Linked DNA regions of Pan troglodytes: region 2 is linked to region 1. The links are chromatin contacts, called in public HiChIP or PLAC-seq maps. All regions are on one chromosome and are shown on one strand. The core of a region is the stretch at or near the end of the contact, and the rest is flanking DNA. Distances in the headings are between cores, read along the strand shown. Region 1 holds the start of AASDHPPT (aminoadipate-semialdehyde dehydrogenase-phosphopantetheinyl transferase). Region 2 holds the start of GUCY1A2 (guanylate cyclase 1 soluble subunit alpha 2).

What was found. HiChIP or PLAC-seq counts read pairs in DNA pulled down with a chosen protein or histone mark.
Region 2: an H3K4me3 HiChIP or PLAC-seq map of stem cell-derived excitatory neurons shows a contact between it and region 1, with 8 times the contacts expected there. The contact joins the promoter of GUCY1A2 here to the promoter of AASDHPPT in region 1. A contact is called at or near these places in 1 of 7 Hi-C or Micro-C datasets (stem cell-derived neural progenitor cells) and 1 of 1 datasets of contacts at active chromatin or transcription factors (stem cell-derived excitatory neurons).

Annotation. Positions count from the first base shown.
Region 1 is chr9:108,066,767-108,074,103 of NHGRI_mPanTro3-v2.0_pri, reverse strand. It overlaps AASDHPPT (aminoadipate-semialdehyde dehydrogenase-phosphopantetheinyl transferase), which reads right to left and starts at 2,233. Exons shown (of 6, transcript XM_508734.8): 1 at 1,815-2,233; 2 at 8-233. The coding sequence starts at 1,997. It overlaps KBTBD3 (kelch repeat and BTB domain containing 3), which reads left to right and starts at 2,242. Exons shown (of 4, transcript XM_063784487.1): 1 at 2,242-2,399; 2 at 3,004-3,486.
Region 2 is chr9:109,007,973-109,015,043 of NHGRI_mPanTro3-v2.0_pri, reverse strand. GUCY1A2 (guanylate cyclase 1 soluble subunit alpha 2) reads left to right here and starts at 1,521. Exons shown (of 8, transcript XM_522169.8): 1 at 1,521-1,968. The coding sequence starts at 1,654.

The sequences.
Region 1 (7,337 bases), core at 984-3,483:
ACGTTACCTGGAAAACTAGTCTTCATTATATCAATTCCAACTTGCAGCTCAGGTTCAGCAGCAAGCACTGCATAGTCTCCTTGATGAGAGATGTTAAAGTTGAAATTCGGGTAAGGATTCGATGAGTCCTTTGCAAGAACTGGTTTTCCTTTTGCAGTTCTTTGCAAACGAATATGATTCCAAGGGATATTCAATTTCTCTGCAACTAATTTCCTTATCATCAGACGACCAGCCTGTTAAGTACATAAAACATTTGGTATGTACTGATGTCTACCAAAGATACAAGCACACTGTGTGCAATAGTACTTTTTTTTGGTTTCTAAAATTTTCATTTTTAAAACTTTTCAAAATACTTAAGTATTAAACACACGTTAATTAAGACTTAAGCAATGCTTAAGTAGATAAAAAGTTAAAGCCCGCCTTAGCAATTCCCTCTCCTTTGCTAGTGACCAAAGTTAACAGCTGGCATCCTGTCAGTCTTTTCTGTATTTAAATATATGTGCATTTACATGTTTTTGCTAACTCTACATATAAACACAAACATGAGATTATACTTATGCAGTATTCTACCACATATAAGCTTTAAATTTATAAGTATTGGGAAGTATTTTATGTCTGTACACACACGTCTGGTCCATGCAGTTTTAACTGTAGCATATTTCATAATATTATTTCCCCTTTATTGGACATTTTAGGCTGGCTCTAGACTTGCTGTCAAAAACAACTCTGCAGTGAGCAACCCTACTGTACCTACATCTGTGCATATGTATTTCTAGATCCCATATATTGATCACCCAGCTTCAACAATTAGCAAGGCATGACCTATCTTGTTCTGCTCTCTCCCACCTCCAATTATTATTTTTAAAATAATTACTAAAAACACACACACACAAAAACAAGAATATAAGATGACAAAGTATATATTTTTTAAAATATCTTTCAGGTTTTTTTCTTCTTCAATTCTAACACTGACTTTTAAAAACTGCAGGCTTTTAAATGTAGCTTATTTTACAATTCCTTACAAATGATAAGTAAGTGTAAAAAATTTTCACCAATGTGCCTTAAAAATTACCAACTAGTCTACATTTCAAACAGAAAGTGTTTCAATATGGGACATTTTTAAGAAAGGACTGTCTTTTAAATGATGGTAATTCACGGTTGTTTCAAATTGCACCATATTGTACAGATTACTTGTTTTGAAATCCAGTTTTCCATTTGTTGCTTCAAAATACATAGCTAAAATAAATAAATCTACGTAAAATACCGTTTCCCATGGCATCTAGTGAGGAAGGTATCCTCTCTGGCTTCAATTTCATTGGCTTCAATCCCGGTGAGCGCAGGGCTACAAACTAAATCATACTGTCAATAATTTCTAGGGCCTACCACGTGCAGGGAGTCCTTGGAGAATGATGGGATATTTAACAGGCAGAATAAGCATGGGCTATGAACCCACGCAAACAAAAAAAATAACATTTAAAGATAAAGACATAAAAACATTCATTACAGAAAAACCCAATTTTGTCGGCCTTCCCTACACTTACTTCATGGTTTAGGAGGGTCTCCATTTGAAATAACAAGGGGAAAGAGATAATGTTTACAGCCATCGCGGCCTCCAAGGCGGTTACAAAGGCCGTGGAAACCAGGCCGTGCGTCGCCCGCAACTCCGCAGCGCCGGCTGCTGTCGCCCGGGCCGGCCACAGGCTCCACAGCGAGAGGGTCGCCGCCAGCGCGGGAGTGTCGGGTCTCCACAGCCCGGCCCGCCTCCCCCAAGATCTGCTTCCTAGGCTCTAAATACAAAAAAAGACCTGTAGTACCATGGCTGCCTTAGCGTCCCGGGCAAAGACGAACTGGCCAATGCGCTCCTTCTCCTCGGGCTGAATCGATCGCACTGCCAGCAGCCATTCGGCTCGGCTCGGCAGCCAAGTGCCGCAGGAAAAGGCCCAGCGCACGCCCTCCATGGATGGCACCAAGCAGAACCGTTTGGCAGGGAAAACCATACACTGAAATCGGACCTCGCCGCTATCTCGGGCCTGATGGCGCGGACGCAAACGTGGCCCCACCCCCTTCTTCCCGGCGTCCGTGCGCAGGGGACGGGACGTCGCTACGCAGACTGGCCCACCGACAGCCCTGCCAGCCCGCCCCCAACTCAGCCACCTCCTCTCGGAGAAAGCAGCTGGGGGCGGAGACGGAGATCAGCCCTGCGCTTTGCGGCATTGTATGACGTCAAGTAGGCGAGGCTTCGGCGGAGGCGAGCGAAGGGCGGGACCAAGGCCAAGAGCCCGACAGTTACGCCACTCACACTTGCGGAAGAGTTAACGGGACAGCGGTGCAGGCCAATCGCAACCAGTCCTCTGGAGGCAGGGAGACTGGGGTGGAGACTTCGGAGACTGCAGTTGCAGGTGGGTGAGCTCCGGGGTCTGAGGGAGGAGTGGGATGGTAGCCCTTATTCTCGGGGTCTGAGTTGGCCCCTGTGACCCACAGAGAAGAGAATGTCCTTGGCTTCAGCTGCTTCGTGTACGGGGCACGAGAGGTTTCCATCTCTAGGAGGGGGTCTGCAGTGGTGCCCCCTGCAGTTGTGCAACGTATCAGCCCTGAGTTGCTTCTTTCCCTGCCCCCATCCGCATCAGCCTAAGACCCACCCTCACACAGTACGCTCCCGACCCTTAGCAGCAGCCTACCTGAAACCCTCCCTCCGAAGGCCGAGCAGAGGCACTATCCCCAGTGCGCAACACCGACCCCGCCTGGATCCGAGGCTGCCAGCGAGCAGCTGAGCTAATGCTGGCTGTTTATTTGGGGCGATGAAGCGACCCAGGTGCTGTTTTGCTATTGCCAAGCCTGGGCTAGAGCACTAGCGAGAAAACAGGATTCCATTGTTGAGGCATCAGTGTTTCCATCATGACAGAGGTCCTTGCTCTAACAGCAGCAGAAACAAGTAAATAACTTTGCTCAGTTATTTTCTCAGACTTTGCGAAGGGTCATATTGATGTATGTCTGTTTCCTTAGTTGTTCCGTGTAGGCTGTTGTTGACTCTCGTATGAAAGCCCACGCGATCCAAGTGCCCTGCAGGTTTTGGTCCAGGGAAAAGTTGGTCTCTGCAGATGACTGTAAATGACTACCTGGAGGTCGATTAAAGTGCGGTACTGCGGGATTCAGCCGATTTCCTTCTTCCTCTGACTGTCCGGAAATATCAGCCAAAGGCCAGCGGTAGTAATTAACACAATTACCTGCCTATGATTTCTGTCCTATTTAAGATGGGTTCTATTATGTTTTTATCTATACTTGTCTTCATTAACTTTTCGTGATATCATAAGCCCCCCGAATCCCTCGAAAGTAGATGGGATTCTGAGCACACACACACACAAATTCAGATCCCCAAAGGACAGTAAAACGAATTATTGGCTTAATATATCATCTTAGCTAACCAAAAGCCTGTGTCAGCTGCCATATTGAAAATCTGCTTGCCAGCTGCAGGGAGCTTACAATCTGGTAAGGCAAATAAATCATACGCATAAAAAGTACAATAAGAGACAGTGTAAAGATATGTAAGTGATACTAATACCCATATCAGCAATGATCATAACTCGCTTCTCCATTTTTAACTAAGAATCATATAACCTTTCCTTCTTGTCGTTTTAAACTGATTTTTATAACTTTGATACATTACGTTTCTGTTTCCAAAACACTTCTGTGTACGTTATTGCACATGTTCTGTGCACTAGTTATTACTGATGGAGACAATGAGCTCAGAAAGAGAATTTGTTTAAATTCAGGAATTCATATCCCATTATTTTACCATCGAGCAAGATCTCTGTGTATTAGATCTATGGAGCCTAATACACAGACAGTAACGTAGGGATTATTTGTACTTGGTCTAGAATCTAGAATATTCTCCCCTTCTCCCATTATCACATTCCTTGTTTCCTCTGTATCATTCAGGCTCAAATCTCATACCAAACAGAATGTCTCTGTTCACCTAGTCTAAAATAGCTTACTCTCTCCACTTCCAAACCTCAGCCCCAAACCTATCACCCTGTGAACATATTTTATAGGTTTGTTTAATCCCCTTCCCTGTGTGGTTTTACAAATTCTCCAGAGCTTAGCTTAAACCTTCTCTTACGGCCTACTTCAGAGTACCTTTTTCCAAAACAGTATTGTTTATGTAATTCATTTGGCAGTTATTCTAGTATTGCCTTATGACGTCTCTCCTATTGTCCTGAATTATTTTCATGTGTGTTATCTTGCAAAATAGAATGTACAGTACTTGAGAGGGAATGTCATGTATACCTTTTACAAATAGTATACATGAGTAAATGTTATTAATGACTCCACAATAGATTTATTACTGTCAAGGGTAACACTGCTTTTTATATTCTATCTGCCTTTACTTCCCTCACTTTTATTAAGGAAATATAAATATGCAGTTCATAACTTGCTTAACTATATTAAATGAACCCAACAATTTTATTAAAATATTTTTTACTGCATTGGTCAGGGGAAGAAGAGGACTAAAGTAATAGGGGCTCACTCAGTCTGTAATGATCATCTTGCTTGGTGCTGATCTGTGGCTTCTTAGCAGGATTCTGAGGGACTCGTATTCTATTTCCAGCTCTACCACCAATTGTCTGTGTGACATTGGTCACACAGGATCCTATGCGTGACATAACCTCTTCCAGGTATTAATTTCAATGGAAAGGCATCGGATGAGATCATCTCTAAGTCTAGGTGTTTTTTAGATATACTCACTAACTTTTTATTGGGTCACAAACTTTATTCTACCTCAAACCCTTCTTTTTTCCCCCAAGACTTATTTGAATAGCTCCATAATTCTACCAGTTTCTCAAGGAAGAAACCATGATGCTGCTCTTCTTTGACTCCCTATATCCAATCCATCTCCAAGTGTTTTTGGCTCTATTTCTAAAATACAGAAAAATCCATTTATTTCTCTTTATTCCCACTGTTAACAATCTAGTATAACCCACCATCATTTTTCATCTGAAATACTAATCAGTTTTCTAGCCTGCCTGAGAAAGGGGAGCACTCTCTTCCAATGTCTTCTATGCCATAAGCACAACTTGCTTTCAGAGCTAAATCTAGAAATCTATGCCCTTAATTCTTATGTTACATTGCCCTCTAATTAGACTGAGAAGGAGAGGCCAGCAAGGTAGGAAACCTGAAGAATGTTGTGGCACAGAAACTAAAAGACGAGTGTTTCAAGGACTAGTTAACAGTGTGAATTATCCTAAGAGGTGAAATAAGATGAGGAGAGAGAAGTGAGAATTTAGCTTCAAGATGGTAGTGTGGTGACATTGACAAGGGCAGTTTTAATGGAGTAAAAGAAAGGAATTTTATTGTAGTGGGTTGAGACGATAAATGGAGGTGATGCTACCACAGAGTGTCCTTTAAAGAAGTTTTTCTGGATTTAGGAAGTAGAAAAATGGAATGGTAGCTAGAGGGAATAAAAGGTCAAAGGACAGATTTTTGTTTGATGTTTGTTTAAAGGTGGAAGATACTAGAATTTGCATGCTAATGGAAAATGTCTAGTAGGGTGGGAGAAGCTCTTAATGTATGAGAAGGAAGGGGTATGTGTGTGTGGGGGGGTGTTCAGCATTCTAAAGTAGACTCCAGGGTAGAGGACCTTGTCTGTGTTGTTTTTAGCTGTATTTCTAGTATCTAGAATAGTACCTGCCACAATATTTGTTACTCCATAAACTAATATTTGTTGAATAAATGAATGACTTGGACCCTACTTCTCTTACCTCCTTTCAATTCATTCTTATTAGCTAGAAAAATATTTTTTAAAATAATGATGTCACGTCACTGTCCAATTTAAAGTAATCAGTCGTTCCTATTTCACTTAGAATAAAATCCCAGCTCCTGTGACCCATAGCATCCTGACTGAGGTAGCAACTGCCTTCTGCAGCCCTATCTCCTGACCCTCTTCCTTTCATTAACTACTCCAGCCACACTGGCCGCCTTTAATTTACTAAAACTGAAGGACTCCTTTACCCCTGTAGGGCTTTATATGTGATTTCTCTCACTAACCCCTTACCTTCTTATCATTCAATTCTCAAATGACACTTCAGAAAGGCTTTCCCTAATATTGTAGTGGCTGAAAGCAAGGGCTCTTGAGCCAAACTGAGTTCACATACCAACTCCCTGCTTACTTGCTATATGATCTTAGCCAAATTACTTAAATTATCAAAGCCTGTTTTCTCTGTTTGTAAAATAAAGATAAGTATCTACTTTATCCAGTTTTTTTTTTTTGAAGATTAAAAGAATATGTGTAAAACATATAGCATGGGATCAGGCATGGTGGCTCATGCCTGTAGTCAACAGCACTTTGGGAGGCTGAGGCATGAGGATCACTTAAGGCCAGGAGTTTGAGACCAACTTGGGTAACATAGTGAGATCCCATCTCTAAATAAAAAAAATAAAAAAATAAATAAATAAAAAGCTGAGTGTGCTAATGCACGCCTGTAAATCCCAGCTACTCAGGAGGATGAAGTGGGAGGACTGCTTGAGCCCAGGAGGTTGAGGCTTCAGTGAGCTGTGATCTTGCCACTGCAGTCCATCCTGGGTGACACAGCAAGACCCTGTCTCAAAAAAACAAACAAAAAATATAGTACAAAGCATGGCACATGATAAGCACTGTATAAGTGTTCCCTGTTACCCCTTTTGTTATTGTCTGAAATTGAATGCCCCATTGTTCATTTTTATTTCCACTTCCTACTTGTGTCTTCACAGTACTTATAAAAATTTGTAATTATTTATTTGCCTACTTTATTTATTATGTCATTTTCACTAGATACTGGACAAGGAAAAAGCAGGGACCATGTCTGTCTTTTATTCTCTTTATATCTCTAGTGCTTAATTCGGTGCTTGTCATATACTTAGCATCTATAATAAATATTTACTAAAATAGGCCAGAAATCATGCTGTATATTGAAACATCAGTGACGAAACTAAGATCACTGTAGGACCCAGTGAAATCAAAGCCCAGATCAGGCAGAGCACAGCTTTAGTTTAACGTTCTACTTTTATCAAGTGGCGTATGATTTTTATCAAAGGCTTGGTTCTTAGGCTTGACTCTTCTACCTTTATTCATTCAATTCTTTAAATCAAGTTTTAATGGAAGGCTTTTAAAAAAAAGAATAACAATCATTTAAAAAATTGAGTCAGTGTTTTGGGCAGGAAGGTGTTTCATTGAAGCTGGGGTGTAATCTTAAAAGTACACTATTTTATATACTACTAAGAAAAAATATGCCAACTATGGCACAACTCTTTATCACTAAGAATTTTTTCTACTCATGCAAAGAGCCCCCTTTTAAAAAAATCAT
Region 2 (7,071 bases), core at 272-2,771, 940 kb before region 1:
CCTAAACTTTTCTCTCCGCAGATCGGGTGAGCTGGGGAGGGTGCTCATCCACTTCATTGCAGGGGGGAAGTACAGCCTGGAACCCCTCTTTCGGGATACTGTCATTTGCCCCTTCTTCCCATCTCTTACTCTATCCTCAGAACCAGTATGAGAGTTTTCTGGGGCTAAGGCAAGGGGCAGTGGGGTCAGGCGCTGGAAGGACTGGTTTGCAAAGAGATAAGCTTTGGAATGAAGCCGCACAGCTGAAAACTCGCGGCAAGACATGCTCGCGCTGTGGCGAGTCAGTTCGAGAAGCATTTATCCCTACTCCCCTTAGCTTTCTGAGCAGCATTTGCAGTCAGGTGCAAACAGATCGCATATTTGGCGCAAAGAGCCCTGAGGATGAGGGACGTGGGATCATTCCCCGGTTTCCCCCGGGCCAGGTGCTAGGTAGTTTGAGGAGGAACTGTTCTCCAGTTCTCAACGCCTGCAAAGGCGGCTATAGGTGGCAAGCGGAGCTGTCCAGCACTAGTGAGGAGCCAGCGGAGCCGGGAGCCCCGCGCACCCCGCCCGGCTGAGGCTCAGCAACAGTGCTGTCTTGTCAGAGCAGACGCTGTCCTCACTGCCGCCCCGTTCTGGGCTCGCTCCGCGCCCACACGGCCTCGCACGAGGCGGGGAACACAAGTCCCCAGGAGCTGCTCCAGCAGGATGGGCGCCAAAATGTTGCCCCTGTCCTTCCCTTCCCCTGAAAGCGTCTCCTCTGGAGTGGGCTGGCTGGACGCTTGGCCTTTCCCTTTTGCCTCGGAACTTCCTAAATAAACTCGGAGAAAGGACAACATGGACCCTAACCCCCACTTCACACTGTCAGGTTTCCCCAAGGTGGCTCCAGGGGGAGGCCTCTCGCCCCCCAGCCCCGAGCCCTTCTCCCCACCAGCGCCGCCGGGACCCATCTGCTCCCGAGGGCCGAGGATAAGGCGTTTGGGGTTGGGGCCCTCAGTCCGACCCGAGCTCCTGTGCGCACCTCCTCGCAGCAGGGAGGGCGCGCAGAGGACAGCAACGAAGTGTCCTCGTTGCTCCTGAAACGTGGCGACAGGCGAGGCAGAGACTCCCAATGAGTATGATGGCGACACGTGATTCCCGCGGAGGGAGAGCATGGGGGTGCGGGGCGGGGGGATAAAGGGAGAAGGAGGGAGGCGGGCAGCAAGTGGAGAGAGGCGGGAGCAGAGAGGGAAAGGGGGCGAGATAGGCGCGCAGGCGGCAGAAGCCTCTGCCTCCCCTTCTGCTTGGGCCGCAGCCCTCCCCGCCCCGCCGACCGCGGTCACACACTCTCGGAGCCTCCCCGTGAGCGGGAGCGCGGCGCACGGCGATGCGCCGAGGCGGGCGCTGAGGCGGCGCCGCGCGAGCAGCAGCAGAGGCGGCGGCGGCCCCCAGCCCAGCCCGGCGCCGCCGCCGAGCCCGGGCCCCAAGGTGCGGCGGCGCCCCAAGTTCCCGCCATGAGCAGCCGGCTCGGGGGACTCCGCGGCCCCGGGGACTCCCGCCCCGCCGGGCGCGACCGCAGCGCCCCGCGGCCCCGACGCGCTTAACGTTGTCGCTTGCCGGTCCCGCCACCGCCGCCTCCGCCGCCGCTCGCGTCCTCGCCGCCACCGCCTCGGCCGCTGCAGCTCCGCCGGCAGCATGTCTCGAAGGAAGATTTCCTCCGAGTCCTTTAGCTCCCTGGGCTCCGACTACCTGGAGACCAGCCCGGAGGAGGAGGGGGAGTGCCCCCTGTCTAGGCTCTGCTGGAATGGCAGCCGGAGCCCGCCCGGGCCGCTGGAGCCCAGCCCGGCCGCCGCTGCCGCTGCCGCTGCCGCTGCCGCCGCCCCGGCCCCGACCCCGGCTGCTTCTGCCGCCGCCGCCGCCGCCACTGCCGGGGCCAGGAGGGTGCAGCGCCGAAGGCGGGTCAACCTGGATTCGCTGGGCGAGAGCATCAGCCGCCTGACGGCGCCCTCGGTGAGCGGGGGTCGGAAGGGGGGACCGCCTTCGGGAGAGAGAACGCGGATCGGTAAAGTTGGCGCTGGGCGAGCCGGGGCGCGAGCGCAGAGCCCGACCGCTGGGGGGCGGCCCGGCCTCACCCTGCCCGGCCTAGGGTTCCAGTGGCTCCAGGCGACAGAGGATCCCCTAGGCTAGGGCGGAAGAGGGGACTACAGCACTGGGAAGGAATAAGATTCCACTCCTTTGGGGTATCCTGATTCGGGGGCCTGTCTGCCCACCTCTAGCCTTGAACCCTACTTCACCACTGTTCCCCCTGGACAGCCCCGGTGCTGCTTCACACCCACCTGTTTTCTTTCCCCTAAACTTTCCCAGGCACTCTGTTCTGCAGTTCAGCTTCCCTGTCTTTCATCCTGTTCTCCAGCATCCCTAAGGAGCCCCAACCCCTTCCAGGAAACCCTTCCTCTCCTTATTTCCCACACTCTCTTGGTCTTAGCGTGACCTTCTCTGACATCTTTGAATTCCACAGGCTATCTGCATTCTATGTTGCATCCTTTTTCTCACATCTTCAGATACTTTTTGCCAGATACTTTTCTGAGTTGCCTTCTGTTCAAGTAATCTCTAATCTCGAGTTGTCCTCACCCCGTAGCTTTTTTTCTTTTTCTTTATTATCCACTAGGCATTTATTCTTCTCTGGGTAAACCTGGTGTCTGGATTTCTTTTTTAAAAAATTTAATTTAATTTAAAGTCCCGGGTTACATGTGCAGGATGTGCAGATTTGTTACATAGGTACCAAACGTGTGCCATGGTGGTTTGCTGCACCTACTAACTCATCACCTAGGTATTAAGCTTCGCATGCATTAGCTATTTAAACCGCTCTGTACTTCTTGCACCTGTACCTCATCCTTTACTCTCTCCTCAATGGATTCTCTAGTGCTTTCTCTCTCACATTAGCTATTTAAACCGCTCTGTACTTCTTGCACCTGTACCTCATCCTTTAGTCTCTCCTCAATGGATTCTCTAGTGCTTTCTGTCTCACATTAGCTATTTAAACCGCTCTGTACTTCTTGCACCTGTACCTCATCCTTTACTCTCTCTTCAATTGATTCTCTAGTGCTTTCTCTCTCATTTTTTGATGGCTTCTTTATATTAGGCCCTTCCTAAATATTTGTGGAATGAATAAATGCCTCTCCAAACTTGTGGTCATCTTGGGATGTCTGTATCAGCAGTTTCAGGTGTACACCAAACTCCCCCTGGTTGTAGGCATCCTTCCAGAGTACTCCTGCCTTATTCCTGCCCAGGCATTTCAGCTACCCTTGGCTTTTACCTCTTGCAGGAATGCCAGACCTCTGATCCAATCTTACCCTGTCTGGGAGAGCTCTGTTTTGAAGAAATCCACTCTGTTGCAGACAGAATTTGAAAAAGATTCAGCGTCAAACCTCCACCCATCTTTTATCCTCACCCTGACCTTGGATACAAGAGCTTTAGCTCCTCCTGACAGCACTTTCACCTGTCCACCCCTAGGAATTTTACTTTTTTAAAGTTTCCGAAATGAATCTGAACACTGATCTTGTTTGATTACTGTTGAGTCTCTCTTTTGAGATTACTACTGCAAATGATGGTAGGGGGGACCTAAGAAGGAGTGGAACCCTGAGGGGACTGAGTACGGGTACCAGACAGGTCTACAAATATTCGTGTGGCACTTGTATTAATGGAGAATGATTTTTTTCTTTTACGAGACCTGATTGAAGATGTATAAATCACTTATTACATTATTTATTTTGAACTAATTTAATTCTTAGGAACACATATTGAGAAACAGTCATCCTCCTATTCTTGTGTATTTTCGTATTTGATATATCTTTCTGCCACTTTTTCTTTCATCATTAACCTAGAAAACAATCCTCAGAATAGATTGGCTACTGTTTGCTGTTCTTCCCTGCCAATATTTCCCAGGCAGCGTAATTTTATAAACGATTTGATGTTGCAAATTGTTGAAAATATTTGTTTACAACAGGAGTCCAATGACCCCGAGCGTCTGTAGGCTTGTGTCAGTACTTAAAGCAACATTTGTGCAATAAAATAGTTATTTAGTACAACAGATTCTTATTTAATGAAATGATTTTGCTAAAGATAATGATTAGTTTGGGGAGAATTGTTGATATAACCTTGGAGGTTTTTTTTTTTTTTTTTGCCTAAGAATTTACAGATTTCTAAAAAGTAATGTCAATGCCTCTGATAATGCTAATTTAAGCTAAGACTATTTTCAACAACTTACATGAGGAGTAGATAAAAGAAACTGAGAAATGCAGTATTTTCTGCCAGAATAAGAGGAAGGAAATAGTCTCTGATGGTTACTTTTATAAGTTAAATTTGAATGACTGGCTTTTTGCTGGATGAAAAGAATGTATCCAGAGAATGGTTTTCAGAATAAGCAATTTGAAAATAATTGTGATGATCAAATAAATGCAACAGCTCTATATACTTTCCATGCCATAGTTCTTTTCTATTATGAAAAGGGTCTGTCAGGTGGACGCTGAGAACATACAGGTGAATATACTGTAAACATTTTCAACATAACACATGTATAGAAAAATTCTCCTTGGTTAACCATATCATCAATAGACTTAGTGACACAAATAAAAGAGAGAGATTATATTTCAAAGCAGTGACTCATTTCTGGGCAGTCCTTACCTTATTTTCTTTTATTTGGCAAGTTAGAACACTAGCTCAAAAAGTTCCAGTAGATTCATTTTTTGACATTGTCAGGATTTGAAACTTCTTTGAATACTCTTCAGGAGATGGATTATGTCCTCTCTATTCTCTCATGAAAGCTGGACATTTTTTTGTTTTTGAACCGCTGAGAGTAGCCATTACCAGAGCCTTTTTAGATGGGAATTTCTAGTTGTTTTGAATGTTGTGAGCTTTCTTGCATGCCATCACAATATACTTCAGGAGAAACTGTACTTGCCATGGAAGCTCCTGTTTTGTCAGTTGTCTCATCGTGGCATGTCTCAGTCACTTGGGGTTTCTTCTTTATTCAGAATGATTTGCAAATAGAAAAATGAAAATTTATTTATTAAACTAGTTATTTGACCCATGGGATATCCACACTCAGGTTTTTGATGCTTAGTAGTCACTTTAAGATGCACTGATGTTGAGTATAAAGGTTATAATAATTTCTAATACTATTTAATAAGAGTAAGTTGTACTGGTGAAATTGAAAAAAAATTCCAGAATTCGGGAGACCTGATTCTAATTTTGCCTTGAACAATGAGAAACTTACATATCTCTGGACACATTACTTTAAATTTCTGGGATTTCCCAGGCTTTGGACAAACTGTCATATTGGCATATGAAAGGGAAACATGGGCCAGGCGTGGTGGCTCATGCCTGTAATCCCAGCACTTTGGGAGGCCGAGGCAGGCAGATCACTAGGTCAAGAGATTGAGACCATCCTGGTCAACATGGTGAAACCCCGTCTCTACTAAAAATACAAAAATTAGCTGGGCATGGTGGCATGCACCTGTAGTCCCAGCTACTCGAAAGGCTGAGGCAGGAGAATTGCTTGAACCCGGGAGGCAGAGGTTGCAGTGAGCCGAGATTGCGCCACTGCATTCCAGCCTGGCGACAGAGCGAGACTCCGTCTCAAAAAAAAAAAAAAAAAAAAAAAAAAAAAAAAAGGAAAGCATGGCATATATTATAAGTTTTAAAACTTTTGAGGAAAGTAGTTTACTTTTTAAGATACGGGCACCAAAATGCTATTTAATCCACCCAATTATTTAAAAAATATCGTAGTATCTATGTGGCAGGTATTGTGCAGAGCATTTGGAAAGACAAATGCTGAACAAAACATATCTAGTCTTTGATTTCATGGAACTTCTTTAATCATTATCTTTATTTTAATGAAACTATATAAAGGGAAAACATAAGAACTCCAATTGTCTTGGCGAAATCTAGGGGAAGTTTTATTTGTCATTCACTTTGGGTAGTTTTGTTCATTGTGAATCTCTGGGGTGCAGCCATAATAATAAAAATAACCCTCCAATTAGCAGGTCATGATGATGCATGCCTGTAATCCCAGCCACTTGGGAGGCTGAGGCTCGAGAATCGCTTGAACCCGGGAGGCGGAAGTTGTGATGAGCTGAGATCACACCACTGCACTCCAGACGCTGGGTAACAGCGAGACTCTGTCTCCAAAACAAAACAAACAAAAACCCTCAAGACCTTAAGACCTGATTGAAGATGTATAAATCATTTATTACATTCTTTATTTTAAAATAATATAATAGTTGGGAATACATATTAAGCAACAGCTGGGGATTTCACATCAAGGGTGAACTTAGCAACTTATTTATTTGGATTTTATTCTTAAATGAGAGTTGCTTAGTTACCCTGTCACTGCGACATCAATTTTGGGTTTGCTGGTGTCAGCCTGTCAGTGAAGATACACCACTATAGTCATATAAGGGCAAGGCTTCTCTAGGTTTCTTGACAGAGAACATTGCAAGTGGCTTTGAAGACCTCAGAAGCTTTAGAGAGCAGAATGTCAGGGAAAAAAAGTAACAGAATTGGAGGAGTGGCAAATAAGGAGAAGAGAGCTACTGACCTGTGGAGTTGTTCAAGAAACAGAGACTAGTGAAGAGGAAAAAATGAAGGGGGAAGCTTAGATTCAAGTGACAAAAAAGCATAAATTATTATTTTGGGGAAGGAAATTATCTTAATACATGTCGAGGAAAGAATGAAAAGGCATAAAATACTTTATTTAGCTTCTGTTGATATTAAATAAAATGAGCTCTCTGACATGTATAAACCTTGAAAAAAAACCTTAGAAAGTATGTGTGTAACTAACATGTAGACAATGAAAAATGTAAAAAATATATTCGTAAGGTAGGCTATTTGACAAATTTAGGTAGTTTAATTAAAGCTTTTTAAATTTGGGGCTTAATTTGGCTAACAAAGTTATAGAAACAAATTCATTACCATTATAAAATTATATAAAGTATATTTCAGTTGTTTAATGTTTTCACATTTGTTGAAAATAGATACTATAATCTGAAATCAGAATTTAATGGCAATCTATTGCCTTTCTTTACCTTATCCCCAATCATTTAGAAACAACGT